2 separate regions of the Ovis aries genome follow, and region 1 is linked to region 2. Evidence: chromatin contacts called from public Hi-C data. All regions are on one chromosome and are shown on one strand. Each heading gives the region's core, a stretch centred on a gene start, on an enhancer-like site or on the middle of the called end of the contact. The rest is flanking DNA. Distances are from core to core; before and after follow the strand shown. Region 1 holds the start of TCIM (transcriptional and immune response regulator). Region 2 overlaps LOC132658697 (a long non-coding RNA gene).

What was found. Hi-C and Micro-C count contacts between places; a contact is called where the count stands out from the background.
Region 1: a Hi-C map of liver shows a contact between it and region 2, with 5 times the contacts expected there. The contact joins the promoter of TCIM here to the enhancer-like site in region 2. A contact is called at or near these places in 8 of 16 Hi-C or Micro-C datasets (hypothalamus, liver, mixed tissues and 4 more).

Annotation. Positions count from the first base shown.
Region 1 is chr26:34,591,505-34,594,204 of ARS-UI_Ramb_v3.0, forward strand. It overlaps TCIM (transcriptional and immune response regulator), which reads left to right and starts at 1,448. Exons shown (of 1, transcript XM_004021793.5): 1 at 1,448-2,700. The coding sequence starts at 1,499. The coding sequence ends at 1,819.
Region 2 is chr26:34,485,206-34,487,905 of ARS-UI_Ramb_v3.0, forward strand. It overlaps LOC132658697 (a long non-coding RNA gene), which reads right to left. Exons shown (of 3, transcript XR_009598628.1): 3 at 1-2,700. Among named protein-coding and RNA genes, the nearest start is that of IDO2, 79 kb to the left of the region's middle. Within about 2 kb of position 1,451, at least 3 of the 54 cell types and tissues checked have an H3K27ac peak or open chromatin away from gene starts, as enhancers often do. A contact at or near this core is called in liver, where this site is marked.

The DNA.
Region 1 (2,700 bases), core at 198-2,697, 110 kb after region 2:
ACCATATGGACTGTAATCTGCCAGGTTCTTCTGTCCATGGGACTCTCCAGGCAAGAACGCTGGAGTGGGTAGCCATGCCCTCCTCCAGGGGGATCTTCCTGATGTGGGGACTGAACTTGCAGTTCCTGCCGTTCCTGCGTTGCAGGTGGATCCTTCACCGCAGAGCCATGGAGGAGGCCCAGCTGAAAGTCAACCTTGAATACATATCGTTTAAATAAGTGAGTGAATGAGTGAATACACGAAAAGTGCCCCTAATTCAGTTTTCTAGGAAGGTATGTTATCCACACGCTTTCCCTCTGTGAATTTTTTTTTTTTTAAGGTTGTACTATGTGGCTTGCAGGATCTTAGTTCCCCACCCAGGGGTCGAACATGTACCCACCGCATTGGGAGAGCAGAGTCTTAACCACAAGAACACCAGGGAAATCCATGTGCATTTCTCTAGCTGACTAGATGGGAGAAAAATGAAGGCCACCTCTGTATTTGAGAATGCTAGGCTGGCAGAAGGTCCCTGAAGAAGAGTCTCTGGGGCACTTTGAATCTGACACTGAACTCTGGGCAGACTGTTAGTGTTCCATACATCACTGGGGACAGTGGCTGGCTGAATGTGGTGGAATGTGGAAAGCACAGATTTTAAAACTTGCTTTGACTGTGTCTGACTGATGCCAAAATAAATATGAAAAAAGTCGATTCATCCCTTTTGAGTGCTGTGTACATAAAGCGCCTTTTAACTCTTCCTCCTGGCTTTTTTGACCTTGCTGTTGATATATACACAAGCCTAAGGAGAAATTGCCTATTGTCATTATTTTTATTAAATTACAGCTTGATCCAGTAATTGCAGATTAGCTCCTAGACGCAGTCTCTGAATGGTCACTGACTCAGGCTGTGTCACGTCAGCATTCTGTAGTGTCTGAGCCCCAGTCCACTGTCAGACTCCAAATCAACGTCTTTGATTGTTAAGCTTTCTCTCAATAGCTCCAGGGTTGCCCTGCCTAGGGAAGTCCAGAGGGCGCTGATGTGGATTGCCAAATGTTTAGACTATACTTTTATAACTTCTCTGGGAATTAAAACTTTTCGGTGACTGGCAGAAGCTTTTGTTTTGGTTGTTTGGGAAGATTTTCAGAAGCTAAAAGATTTCACCATGTGTATTTCTTTGCTTTGCGCTGTTCTGGTTTAAGCTCTTTTTTTTTTCCTTTTTCCTACAGAGGAGCCCAAACCTGTAATTCAATTGCCACAGATGTATTAAAAAGAATCCCTCTCTTTATTTCTGCCCCGTCATTGAATACAGCTTTCAGTAACACTGAACATAAGAACAGGAAGGACATTGGCAACTCAACTGTTAAACTGGTCTGCGATTATGCTTCCTTGAGATCACTCTGATGTCACCAGTGTAATCTGAGCCTGGAGCTTTTGTTCACACTTTAAATAGCAGTCCTGGAATGATTTTGCTACAGACTCTCTGGAGAGCCTGGGAGCTGAATTCCCGAAGAATCCCCCATCCATGAAAGCCAAGCCAAGCCACCCAGCCTTCAGCATGTCCACCTCGCTGCGAGTCAGCCCGTCCATCCACGGCTACCACTTCGACACAGCTTCACGTAAGAAAGCTGTGGGCAACATCTTCGAAAACATAGACCAAGAAGCATTACAGAGGCTCTTCAAAAACTCCGGGGACAAGAAAGCGGAGGAGAGAGCTAAGATCATTTTTGCCATAGATCAAGACCTAGAGGAGAAGACGCGAGCCCTGATGGCTCTGAAGAAGAGAACGAAAGACAAGCTTTTCCAGTTTCTGAAACTGCGGAAATATTCCATCAAAGTTCACTGAGGACCAGAGGGTGGATAAGGACATCATCCAAGAATGGACATTTAAAGACCAAGTGAGTCTGTAAGACCCTGACACGCACAGCATCTTGCTGTTGCCTTGTAAGTTTCTCTTCCGTCAGGACTCCGGGACTCGGGGCAGGAGAGGAACAGAATGAACTGGTGACAAGGACTCCAACCAATTTCATGCCTGTGCTGTTCCAGTGGAGAAGTGCTTTCAGCAAGGATTGGAAAACTCTCCCTGCAGGAGAAAGACTGGCGCTGATGTCAGGAGGAGAGTCTGAACGGACATAAGGGGAAGAAGACAGATGGCTGAGAAAGACTGGCAGCCAGGGTCTCCTGGTCAGGCCCTAGGACTGAAATTCAACCTGAACTTTTTTTTCCCTTAAACAAACTGAGCAGGGAGGAGGGAGGACGGAGAGGGGGATTAAGAGAGAGAATTCCATGCTGCAATCGTTTACTGAGTTTTTTATTTGAATGTTCCAAGTGTTGCCAAGATTCAGTGTTGTCTATTGGTAGATTTTTTTTCTTTTTAAAGATCAGTAATTGATTATTTATTTGCATTTGTGACAATGCCTTAAAAAGTGCACCATATGATCTAAGAACAAATTCAAGGAACTGCAGTATTTTCAGCATCTTGGTGAAAACGTACGCCACCTTCTGGTCTGTAAGGAGTTTTTAATGCATTTCAAACTGGTTACCCAAAAGTTAAAATAATGGGGTCCTTTATAGTTCCAAAGTACTGTGAACAAATTTTATAGTGTTTTTTAATCTTCTGACTAATGCTGAAACATAATCTAAATTTCTTACAGTTATTGCAGTAAGCATTAGGAAGTGAATATGAGACACTTAATAGTTTATAAAGATGCTATGTTTTCTATAATT
Region 2 (2,700 bases), core at 201-2,700:
GAAGATAAGGGGAAATACAGACAATTTTGTTTTTATTTTAGAAGGCGTCCAAAAAATTTTTCTGCATATCTTTTACTTTCTACTGAATATGTCTTAATCACATAGCCTTCTTAGCTACGATGGAGGCAGAATAGACATGAAAGTGAAAGTGAAATCTCTCAGTCATGTCTGGCTCCTTGTGACCCCGTGGACTGTAGCCCACCAGGCCTCTCCGTCCACAGGAATTTCCTGGCAAAGATACTGGAGTGGATTGCCATTTCCTTCTCCAGGGGATCTTCCCAACCCAGGAATTGAACTCTGGTCTCCCTCATTGCAGGCAGATGCTTTACCCTCTGAGTCACCAGGGAAGCTCCTAGCAAAAAATAGAGTTCTGTTCAAAAAACAAAAAAGAAGGCCATGTATGCATTTTGAGGTAGGCAACAAAACACATTTATATTGTACCTTCCTTAAATAGTCTAATTTTCTCCCTGCCTTTCATGGTTCTCAACACTTTTCCTCCAGAAGGAATCCAAAACTCAGTCCATTGTATAAGAGACTGATAAAGGATGAAAGTATTAACCTGCCTAAGGAACGTGAGGTATAATAGGATTAAATCCTTCAGTCTAGTTATTAAGCATGATTAGTGAAATTCCAAGCAGGGGAGAGGCAAATGTGGGGAGCAGAGGCTGATGGGAGCAGCGTATAAGATCACATCACACGGGCAACTTGCTCCTCACCTTGTGCAGGGCAGCCTGCTCTAAACGCGCTATGTTATCTTCAGCTTGCAGCCACAGTGATACGGAAACAGTCCTGCCTTGATCAAAATAGCTGCTCTCAGACTAGAAGAAATACGACCTGTTCTCATAGTCAGTAGTAAATTCTTAAATGGGTTGCATTCTTTAAGTCTCCAGCAACCTATATCTCAAACTTTAGGCTTATATCAGAATTATCTGAATTTTGATAAAACACAGGTTGGAGGACTCCCAGAATTTCTGACTTGCAGATTTCAGGGTCGACCTGAACATCTGCTTTTCTAACAAGTTCCCAGGTGATGGCATTACAAGCTAAAGTTTGAGATCCTCTGGCTCATGGCACTTTCTTCTTTCTCTTGTTAGCAAGGATACCTTGAGACATAATCTATAATTCACCTCGCATTCAATGAAAAAGAGCTTTGCTTTCTGGAGGGGAAAACTTAAGCTCTTTATTATCATCTGAATATGAAGCAAAAAAAAAAAAAAAATCTAAGGCTGTTTTGAAGGCCTGCCTACCCCTCCCTCTCCAAAAACTTGCATAAAATTGTTTGCCTTTATTACAAAGGAAAACACTTCTTTTTGATCATTCTCTTGGATCAGTAAGTTTCAACTGAAATAGAACACAAATTCAGGTTTCAGGAGGAAAAACAGCAACATTACTACTGTTAAATGAAGGACATACTAAAAAATTCAGGATAGTTTGGGCCAAAAGACACAGGAAAGGAGACAGATGGCAACATTCCAAACAGGCTGCTGACTAACCAGGATTTTATCTGAGGGGAGACTGTTTCTGGGACCTGAAACTGGTTTGGTGTGTTTCTTTTTGTTTTTCTTTTTAATTTTTATTGAAATATAGTTGATTTACTACACTGTGTGGTTTTTGCATATTTCTAAGTGATGCTAACATCACTTAGAAATCACATCAGAAAGAGTCAGACACAACTGAGCGACTTTGACTTTCACGTGTCTAATTGAATCACTTTGCTGTACACTTGAAAAAAGGTGAAAGTCACTTTCGACTCTTTGTGGCCCCATGGACTAGAGCGTCCATGGAAATCTCCAGGCCAGGATACCGGAGTGGGTGGCCAGTTCCCTTCTCTAGGGGATCTTTCCAACCCAGGGATCGAACCCAGGCCTCCTGCATTGCAGGTGGATTTTTTATCAACTGAGCCTCCAGGTGTATTTCTTGAAACAAGTACACCATTGCAAATTAACTGTACTCCAACATGAAATAATTTTTTTTTAAAGTTCACGAGAGAAGAGAGCACTGGAAAAATGTTTCATACCAATCTGGATTCTTCTGCAAACAAATAGAAACAGAATGGTGGGATGGTTGTGTTCCTTTCCTCTGCCTGCCCATCGTAGACAGTTCTCACCTTCTCACTGAAACTCAGGATCTTCAGTCTTGAAGACAGGGAGCTGGGCTGGAGGCTCTGCAAGTTTTCTTTCTTTTCTAACACTCAGTGATCCGCAGATGAGTGTGCAGTTGATGAGTCGGTGCTGAGTACACGTGGAATCAACTCTCTTTCTGCGATCAATCGGCATGTATTTGAAGCTGTTGCCATTTGGGCTAGCCCCTGCCTGTTTGCAATAAACACAGGCAATATTTCTCACAAATAGCATGTGAAATAATAGACCAATTAATCCTATTTGAACAGCAAAAGGTGCCCGGGAAACCCATTTTATTTTTTCTTACCCAAAATTGCCCACCTCCATGACCACCAGCTCCATGGAGTAAGCCCTCCCTGGACCATGGCTGCCTGCTCTTTCCAAACAACATCAGAGCATGTCGGCGTGGTTATTGCTACTTTAAATCACGTTATCTGAACTCCTCATAATTAAGGATAGTTAACCAAGTCATTCCACTCCACATAGTGGGAGAGCCTGGCACTCCCTGGACACCTCCCCTCTTGTCTCTTCCTGATAAGGTCCTACAAACCCTCAGAGACTTAATCAGCTACCAGCTCCT